3 separate regions of the Mus musculus genome follow, and all the other regions are linked to region 1. A link is a contact called in public HiChIP or PLAC-seq and promoter capture Hi-C data. All regions are on one chromosome and are shown on one strand. Each heading gives the region's core, a stretch centred on a gene start, on an enhancer-like site or on the middle of the called end of the contact. The rest is flanking DNA. Distances are from core to core; before and after follow the strand shown.

Region 1 (2,901 bases), core at 137-2,636:
AGAGAGAACTTATGTAGACCAGGATGCTTTCATCTTGAAATCCTCATATTTTGGGATCCTTTAGACTTCAAAAAGGTGACTTACTAGTCATGTTGTGCTAGCATACCAGCCTTACATTTTCTACACGAATTGTTGATGCTCTGGGTTTGCAATTTTTGCTAAAAGAAAACAACAACCCAACTTAGAACAAAAGAAATGAACGCTAGAAGCCCACTCGGTGACTCAAACCCAGAGAGTGCCCCCCCTGGGGGGGGCAAGAGGAAGTCAGCTATTGAGCTGAGATTGGGCGTGGGTGTTGTCAGGTGTAGGCGGTGGGCACTGCCCTGTCCCTCGAGTCTCTGCAGCAAGAAGCCAGTCTGTGCAGTTAAGGAAGTCACCTTCCAACTTAAAGATAGGAAGTTCCATAGGAAGACCTAGAGACTGTGGGCAGCCTTCCCCTCTGCACAGTTACCCAACCAAACACCAAACACCAACAAATACACATATTGGGGTCTTTATCTTCTTTGGGTTTTTTTGACTCATTGGCTCTGAGGGGTAAAGAGACCTACAAGGGCAATTCTCCCCACCCTCTCTCAATACAAAACTCTCATTCCGAGATGTGGAGCTGTGAACGGATGTGGGGATGTTCAGTGGCAGGAACTTGTGGGGCAACACCAATAGGCAGTGTATGATCTAGGCAGGCTACCCAAAGGTGGGCTTGGAAAGGAACGGGCTGTGAAAACTGGGAGCAGATGGGAGGAAAGAACAGCGGGTACGCTGGGATGGTATTTATGTAGATATGGTCCATCCTGAAAGAGGTAGCGAAGAAAGAAAGAAGCCCACAGAGAGCAGGCGCTGACCTACGAAGCCAGTGACGAAGGCTCTGCAAGCCGGGGAGGCGTGGGCTGGTGACAGGAGGAAGGTGGCAGCAAGCATGGCTTCAGTGTGCTCGGGCTAAAACAGGAGAGCCGGGAAAGGCTAATGAAAATCACGATGCGCGGTAGACAGGGGCGTGCAGAGTCGGGCGTGGGTGAGGGGCAGAGTGGGGCGAGCGGTTGAGGTGGGGTGGGCAAGAAAATGGGAAGACAGCAGGGCGCGCACCTTCGGCCCGCGCTTTACGGTGTATGCCCAGTTCAGCTCCTTTGATTTTCTAATTTCGGAGGAAGAAAGCGAAGCAAGGGGGCTGGGGGCCGCGAAGGGAGGGGCGAAGAGCGCTGGGGGGTGCCAGGGCCGAGTGGCAGCGCGAGGTGTGGCCGTGCGCAGCGGGGGTGGGCGCGGGGCGCAGTCGGTGCGGGGCGGGCCGCGGCGGCGGGAGGGGAGAGGCGGGCTCCGCCGGCACACGCCGCCCCTGGCAGGGGGCCGAGCGCGCGCGAGGAGCCGCTGCCGCCGCTCGGGGTCGCCTGCAGCCCCAGATTCCCGAGTGCTCGGCTGGCATGGCAGCTACTTCGGTGCCGAGCCCCGCGGCCAGCTAGGGGCGGCCCCCCTCCCGCCCCCCGGCCCAGTCCGTCGGATCCGGTTTGACTCTGCGCCCCGGGGACGCGTCGCCTCCCAGCCGGAGGTGAGAAGCTAGGAGGACGCGGTCCCTCGGTGGGGACCTCAGGCCGAAGCGAGGCGGAGCGAGCGGGGTTGGGGGGCTGTGAGAGCCAGGCCTAGGTGGGTGGATGTCGGAGGACCCGGGAGGAGATCTCTTGCATCTAGGAACTGGGAGCCGCTCCTCCCCACGCCCCAGCCCCCACGTCCCGTCGCGCTCGCCTTTCCGCGCTTGTCCCCATCTCTATTGACCCCTCCACCTGGATCGCGATCGCAGCTCTGGCTGTTCCCGCGCGGTGGCCACGCTCGCTGCTGCCCATCCTTTGGCCTCTTTCCCGCAGACCTGGCTAGTGGGTTCCTGCCTCCAGTCCCTTCGCCTGCTCAACCCTTTCTCTCGCCCGCCCTTCCACTCCCCACCCGGGGAGTCCCTCTCCTTCTCCTGCTCCTGTCACTTGGAACCAGTATCAGTGCCGCTATCTCCGCGTCAAGCCGCTTCCCAGCCCGTGCCATCCCACAGGTGTCTACACGTCTGGCCGTTCATCCGTCCGTCCCTCCTGAGGCCGGAACTGACCATGCCCAGCGGCTGCCGCTGCCTAAATCTCGTGTGCCTGCTGTGCATCCTGGGGGCAACCAGCCAGCCTGCCAGAGGTGAGCCTGCCCCAGGGATTGGGTCCCGGCTCTCCTCAGCCGTCCTCGCTGGCACGTTGACCTCTGCTGGCTAGAGACGGCACTGCAACCGCTCCGTTCCATAGGGAGAGATCTATAAGTGCTCTCTTTGGAATGGGACGCTCGTCCGTGCCCATGAGTCCATCTGACTACTGAAACCTCTGCCAAGTCCCGCGCCTGGGAAGTCAGACTCGGACCCAGACTCACACCCACTACACCAATCTCTTTCAGCGGATGACTGCAGCTCCCACTGTGACCTGGCCCACGGCTGCTGCGCTCCTGACGGCTCCTGCAGGTACTTAAGCGGCACACGTGCCTCAAATCCTTTCCTCCCCACTTTTTGGTCCTTTACACCGAGAGCATGTCAAAAACCCGCAACAGTATCTAGGCGCTTAAGACCCTATTGTGTGTGTGTGTGTGTGTGTTTGTTTGTTTATACATAACAGGATGACCAGTCCCCTCCCCTCCCCTCCTCTCCTCTCCCCGTATCTCTTTTTGCTTCTTACTTTAAGAGCTTGAATAACCAACTCTTTATTCTCTCAAGGGCTTCTGTCCCTCAAGATGCCATAGAGTCATCTGAAGCTTGAGAGTTTAGGGACTGAGAGCCACAGTAAAGAGGAAACGGAAGAGAAGGGCTGCAGGGGTAGGGTAGCTCCAGGGGGAGGGAGGGCTGTAGGAAGAGGGGGCTGCAGGGGAGGGGGCTACAGGGGGAGGGGGGCTGCAGAG
Region 2 (2,901 bases), core at 234-2,733, 250 kb after region 1:
AGTTCCAGGACAGCCAGGGCTACACAGAGCAACCCTGTCTCGAAAAAAGCAAATAAAATAAATAAATCTGTGTGTATGAATTTTGTTTGTGTATTTGTCTGTGCAGCACTTGCCTGGTGCCCTTGGAGGCCAGGGAAGGCATCAGATCCCCTGGAAGTCGAGTTAGACATGGTTTTCAGCATTATATGGGTGCTGGGGATTGAACCCAGGGCTTCCTGGGTGCTAGGCAAACACTCCACCAACTGAGCTACATCCCCAGGTCCATAAATCTCCTTTCTAAAAGGCTATGAATTTAAGCCTGGTGTGCCTATAATCTTGATATTCAGGAGACTGAGGCAAAAGAATCACAAATTCCGAGGTTAGGCTTGGCTACACACAGAAAGTTCCTGGCTAAGCCCAAACTACACAGTAAGATTGTCTTTAAGGGCTGGAGAGATGGTTCAGTGGTTAAGAGCACTGTCTGCTCTTCCAGAGGTCCTGAGTTCAATTGCCAACAACCACATGGCGGCTCACAACCATCTGTAATGGGATCCGATGCCTTCTTCTGGTGTGTCTTAAGACAGTTACTCATATAAATAAAATAAATGAATCTTTAAAACAGAAACCAAACTGAACATTCGTTAGCACAGAACTGCTCAGTAAAAAAAATGTATTACAGCATAATCTATTCTTAGATGGGGACAGTAGGTTGCAGGCATCAGATAAGAAAGGTTGTTAAAGCAGAATATTAATGAAAATAAAACGACTAGGGAAAGGTATGTGTGATTTGAAACAGTGCAATGGAGAGAGTAAAATAGAAGGTGTACCTGGATAAAAGAACCAGTTATCCAGGCAGGAGTCATGTCAGGGTGCACGGACAGGAGGCAAGCAGAAGAAAGGAGGAGTCATATAAGATGTGAACTTCTGTGTGGATGGGATTCACTTAGCATGGAAGGAAGGCTAGGCGATAACCATTGATGCTCTTATAGCTGTTGACAAACATGGGGCCAAGCCAAACCATCTTCTAGGCCTGGGGGGCGGGGATGGCATAGGGAGGGCCTAAACCAGAAGCTCTAAATAGGGGTGTGAAGGTGACGCCTGACTGCCGGGACTGAGAACAGAAAGCAGCACGATCGCGTCCAAGCTAGACTCCAGAGAGGTGGCGGAGGAGCCCGCTCAACACCAAGCGGGGAATAATGGCCTGGGGGAGCGGGGCGGCGCGGGGTGAGCATGGCGGGGCGCGGTCGCGAGCTGACAGGACCTGCTTCCCCGACTTCTCCCTCTAGTCCGGGAGGAAGGGATGAGGGACTTGGAGGGGGTTGGGAAAAGAAGGGATGGCTCGGTGCAGAGCTTTCTTCTCACCTCTCACCGCCCTCCCGGCTGGACCCTCGCTGTCACCCAGCAGCGGGTCCCGCAACTGGGCCCGCCTCCTCCACAGCTCTTTTCCGGGTCACACGCCGGGCGCACGCACGACCCGGGCGACTACGGGTCCTACGGTGGCCCACTGCGAGCGTGGCAAAGCGGCGCGTGAGTGGAGCATGCGTATTAGCCGAGGGAGTCAGCAACCAGTGTCCTTCCCAGGTAGTCCGGTGTGAAGCATCCTGCGCTCCACCGGGTCCATCTTCCTCTCCCACCCACCACAGCAATCATCTCCGCATTAGTTAACCCATACTCCCATCACCGGACTTGTGTGTGTGTGTTGTTGTTGTTTCCCAGCGCTGCCCAAACCCTGCGGTATTTTAGATCATTGGGTCACTTTGACTTTTAAGTAAAACCCCTGACCTTCCCTGAGCTGCTGGCAAAACCATGCATTAAGTCCTCGCCCAGATCTCTTCAATCATGTAGGATTGAACAGTCCAAAGCACACCGCAGCTTGGGACAGACTTTAAGGGATTGTGCTCCCTCCTCCCTCCCGATGCTAAAAAGATCCCAAAGACACAGCCAAAGACCCCAGTCTGTGCACAAAAATGATACATTTATTGAAAGAGTATTTTTTTAATACAAAAGAAAGCTCTGTACAGAAGATGTGACCATGTCCACTATTCCTGGGTCAACATCCCAGGAGAAGTAGAAACCACGGATATACCACACGCACTCCACATTCACACACGTATTCACTCGGACACAGGCGCGCGCACACACCCCTAGAGCCACTTAATTAGGGATACACCAAGGGTTGCTGCACATAGAAATGCCACCTCAGTCCTGCCTGACAAACAGGTTCTCCCAAGGCCACAATCACACAGCACACGTTGGTAAGCACTTGGCCTGAATCACTTGCCCAGGCTCTATCTTTTGTGAGGAGGAATCAACACCTCCGGTGTTGGGGGAGGGGCCATGAGTGGGCGGCAGAGGAGTGAAACAGGAGCAGAGAAGGGGGCTGGGCAGTTACAGACCTGAGTCCCAAGCTCCCCAACTCTGACCCCTGGTTTACCATGCCCCAGTCTTGAAAGCCACCCAAACGCCCCAGCTATTTCCAGGAGAAAGGCCAGAAAGGTGGCATCCCAGCTGGGGAAGACAGTAATGGGGATTAGAGGTTCAGGGGGCTCTTAAACGTCAGCAGATCATCCCCATGAAACGTAGGCTGTGCATAAAACCTTCCCAACCCCTCCACCTAACCGCAGAAGTAGGCTTGTTCCTACTGAAGGCAGCAACAAGGGTTTAGTGACACCCTACCCCAACTGCCCTCCCGGAAAAAGCTCCTTTAATGGATACAGGTGGTTTAGGCTGGCTCTGACACAGGGTAAAACACCCTCCCCTATGCTAGCCCACCCTCAAGGTCCCCAAAGGGATTTTAAGGGATGGGGCATGGCCCTGTACAAATTACATAAATACTGAGGTTACACTTAGAAAAATAAAGTCATTTTCTTCAAGGCTTTTTGTCTTAATTTAAAAAAGTTACAGTAGCTGCTCACTCCCTGG
Region 3 (2,901 bases), core at 286-2,785, 220 kb after region 1:
ACAGGAGAGATCAAAGGGACATACTGACTGGAATGGTTAAATGGGGGGAGAAGCCTGCTAGGTACTGGAATGTTCTGCCTCTTGACCTAGGAGACCACCTTGATCATGGCTGCATAGAGGTATATAAACTCATTGAGCCTTCTACTGAATACTACTTATATACTAATACAAATGTAGAAAACAAAAACAAAATCAAAACAAAACAAAAAACCCAAACAAACCCAAAGCCATAGGATGTGGCTAAAATGATGGGGATGAATAGCCTTCAATATTTTTATTTGGAAAGATGTCTCCATGACTGGAAACGAAGTGGGCAGACAATGTGAAGACAGAAAACGCAAACAGAACTGGTACCCAGGATGCTGAAGAAGAGAGCAAGCATCCACGTGACTATTCTCACTCTTCTGCACCCTCCCACAAGACACTGCCCAACCTAGCACGACTCTGGTCCTATGTGCACACTCCTGCCTGGTGGCCTCTCCTTTTCCTCTGCTGCCACCCGGGACACATCTCAAGCTCCAGCTTCCTGTCCCCAGCTCCTCACTGTGGCTGTAGAAGCTGGAGAAGCGCTCCAGGGCATCGCAGAGCTCCGCCTGTAGGTGCTTTCTGGGGTGGTGCAGATAGCACAGTGGGGAGACCGGCCAGCAGCGCGGTGACAGGACCAGGACGGAAATGGCTGGTCCTGGGTCTGTAAAGAGTTCTCTTCCAGTCTCCTGTCCCTCATCATCTTCCTGGGGAGTGAGAGGAACCCATGAGCTTTCTTAGTGGGTCTGTGCTCTCTGCCTGCCGCTCTCTCCTCCCTGACCCTCACCTCCACTTTCTCTGGCCTCCATTCCTCCTGGTCTCCCTGCTCCAAGAGCTGCCTGTCGAGCTGCTGCAGCTGGAAGAGGTGGAAGCGATGCTGCAGCTCCTCTGAGGTGTGCAGGCTTTGCAGCATCAGCTGCGGGAGGCGGTTGGGGAAGCAGGGACCGATCTGCTCCAGCACAGCCCCCTCCAGCCAGCTCGAGCCCAAGCTCAGGAGACGGTCAGCCATGTAATGCCTGCAGCGCACACAGCCAGCCCAGGTCTCAGTGTGGGCGTCAGCATGGCCCAGGCCCAGCCTTCTCCTCCTAAAGGTGAGTCTGTGTTGCAGCTCACATTAGTTACATCCCTACCAGCACCTGGCTCCCACCATGGCTTAACTTCCCCAGGCCTCCTGCCTCATCTCCCCTTAACCCTCCATCCGTCCCCTTCTCTGGCCTCTAAGCCTCCTGTCCCCGACCTCTCCAGAATGCAACTCACTGATAGAAGTGCTCAAACGTCGTGGCCAGCTCTAGGCCAGAAAGGACCATGATGGGCTCTAGGTGCCGCTGGAGCCGCCCCAGCATCCCCACTCCAGCCGCTCCGCCAAGCAAACCACCGTGGATTTGTTGGTCAATGTGCCTAGCAAACTGTTCGCTTATCTGGGGACAACGGAATGGGATTCAGACAAGCAGCGTAAGAGGGTTAGAGAGGGGAAGGGAAGGAGGGGAAACGGAAGGGGAGGAGATGGTACAGGGCAACAGCTGGGGCCTGGAGCTTGGCAGGACTCACGTGAGCAGCCGTGAGGAAGGACTGCTGCAGCAGAGCTCCGGAGAAGCCACTGCGCAGAGCCAGAGTGAAGGCTGCCCGCGGCCCGAACAGCTCTGAGCCCGCGCTTTGCAAGCGTTGATAGAGACTACAGTAACGGGGCACAAAGTCTGAGGCCCTCCAGGCTGCGGCCAGGAATCTGCTGACCTGAAGTGATAGAGTAAGAAGTGACACAAGGGAATGCCTGCTTGTGTTCCGTTCTGCCTGCCTGCCAGGGCTTGCATCTGCCTACCTGTCCCTGCACCACACTCAGCCAGCACTGGGTGAGGTTCCGAAGGCTGGTGCTGGGACAGACCGGAGTAGGTGCCGGTGTGGGGCTTCCATCCTGACCCTTACTGTTCTTGCTGACTGTGGAAACAAGAGGGCAGAGGAGCTGTGTCACTCTGGCCTCTGAGTGGGCCCTGGGTCTTCAGTGTTTATCTCCTGGAAAGGTCACAGAGTTCCGGAGTTCCTAGAGAGGCAGAGGAGGAAGGAGCCTCATAGCCCCACAGCACAGACTCTCAGCCCAACAGGGGCACTGGACTCACGGGGCTGCGAGGATGGCTCAGGAGAAGGCCCAGGAGGGGCTTCCACATGTACCAGCAAGTGGCACAGGCGCCGAACTTGGGAAGCAAAGGAAGCTGCAGGACCCTGGCGGCTCCGCGTACTCTCCCTGTGTTCCAGGTACTGGTCCAGCAGCCACCCCAGGGAGCTCACACCTCCTGCATCTGAAAAAGACAGGTCAGGAATGGGTGTCTGTGAAGTGGGCTGACCGAGGAGCAAGGCGCAGGTTCAGTTAGACAGAAAAGATTTGAGGGAGGCAGAGCCCACAGCTGGCTTCAGCCAGAGCCCAGGGACATGGCGACAGGGCAGGGCTGGTGCGGAGGGGGAGATTCAAATACCAGTGTCCGGGGTGTCCTGGGGTGGGAAGGAGAGAGGAACATCGAAGAGTGAACAGGCCAATGAGGGGACAAATCCAGGAGCCAAGAGAACCAAGAACATCAACACAGGTGACCCCTGAGGATTGTGAGGAGATGGGTGTGGGCCGGGTGTGGGTGGTTACCGGGAGACGTGATGTTCTGCACCAGGGGGCTGACCAGCGCCTCCCAGCAGGTCTTGCCCAGTGCTTGGGCGGCCTCGTCATCAGGGAGAAAGCGATCGGCAAAATTCTGTTCATGGCGCAAAACTCTGTTCAGTCTGGAAATAAAAAGTACATGGCCGGATTAAAGGCGGACTCCCTCACCCCTCACTGCTCAGCTGCCAACAGCATCTCTATGGCCCCTACTTCTTACAGTGTCAGTCCCTGGCTGGTCC

The links. Promoter capture Hi-C pulls out the DNA fragments that hold promoters and counts their contacts. HiChIP or PLAC-seq counts read pairs in DNA pulled down with a chosen protein or histone mark.
Region 2: a promoter capture Hi-C map of liver shows a contact between it and region 1, with 4 times the contacts expected there. The contact joins the promoter of Cul9 here to the promoter of Dlk2 in region 1. A contact is called at or near these places in 8 of 39 promoter capture datasets (the 3T3-L1 cell line, the HPC-7 cell line, HPC-7-derived erythroid cells and 5 more), 2 of 484 Hi-C or Micro-C datasets (Th1 cells and reprogramming fibroblasts), 7 of 115 datasets of contacts at active chromatin or transcription factors (the SCID.adh cell line, embryonic stem cells, large pre-B cells and 2 more) and 2 of 9 other capture datasets (adipose tissue and pancreatic islet).
Region 3: a contact with region 1 is called in an H3K4me3 HiChIP or PLAC-seq map of bone marrow-derived macrophages, with 2.4 times the contacts expected there. The contact joins the enhancer-like site here to the promoter of Dlk2 in region 1. A contact is called at or near these places in 10 of 39 promoter capture datasets (the 3T3-L1 cell line, 3T3-L1-derived adipocytes, the C10 cell line and 8 more), 1 of 484 Hi-C or Micro-C datasets (embryonic stem cells), 9 of 115 datasets of contacts at active chromatin or transcription factors (astrocytes, bone marrow-derived macrophages, embryonic stem cells and 2 more) and 3 of 9 other capture datasets (embryonic stem cells, liver and pancreatic islet).

The regions. Positions count from the first base shown.
Region 1 is chr17:46,296,542-46,299,442 of GRCm38.p6, forward strand. Dlk2 (delta like non-canonical Notch ligand 2) reads left to right here and starts at 1,387. Exons shown (of 6, transcript NM_001286013.1): 1 at 1,387-1,537; 2 at 2,027-2,157; 3 at 2,407-2,470. The coding sequence starts at 2,082. Gm41588 (a long non-coding RNA gene) reads left to right here and starts at 2,477. Exons shown (of 2, transcript XR_876844.1): 1 at 2,477-2,818.
Region 2 is chr17:46,544,905-46,547,805 of GRCm38.p6, forward strand. It overlaps Cul9 (cullin 9), which reads right to left and starts at 1,484. Exons shown (of 41, transcript NM_001081335.2): 1 at 1,342-1,484. It overlaps Srf (serum response factor), which reads right to left. Exons shown (of 7, transcript NM_020493.2): 7 at 1,935-2,901.
Region 3 is chr17:46,519,201-46,522,101 of GRCm38.p6, forward strand. It overlaps Cul9 (cullin 9), which reads right to left. Exons shown (of 41, transcript NM_001081335.2): 20 at 2,651-2,784; 21 at 2,136-2,315; 22 at 1,841-1,956; 23 at 1,573-1,755; 24 at 1,282-1,442; 25 at 812-1,040; 26 at 545-731. Among named protein-coding and RNA genes, the nearest start is that of Dnph1, 24 kb to the left of the region's middle. Within about 2 kb of position 1,536, at least 34 of the 459 cell types and tissues checked have an H3K27ac peak or open chromatin away from gene starts, as enhancers often do. A contact at or near this core is called in bone marrow-derived macrophages and stem cell-derived epiblast-like cells, where this site is marked.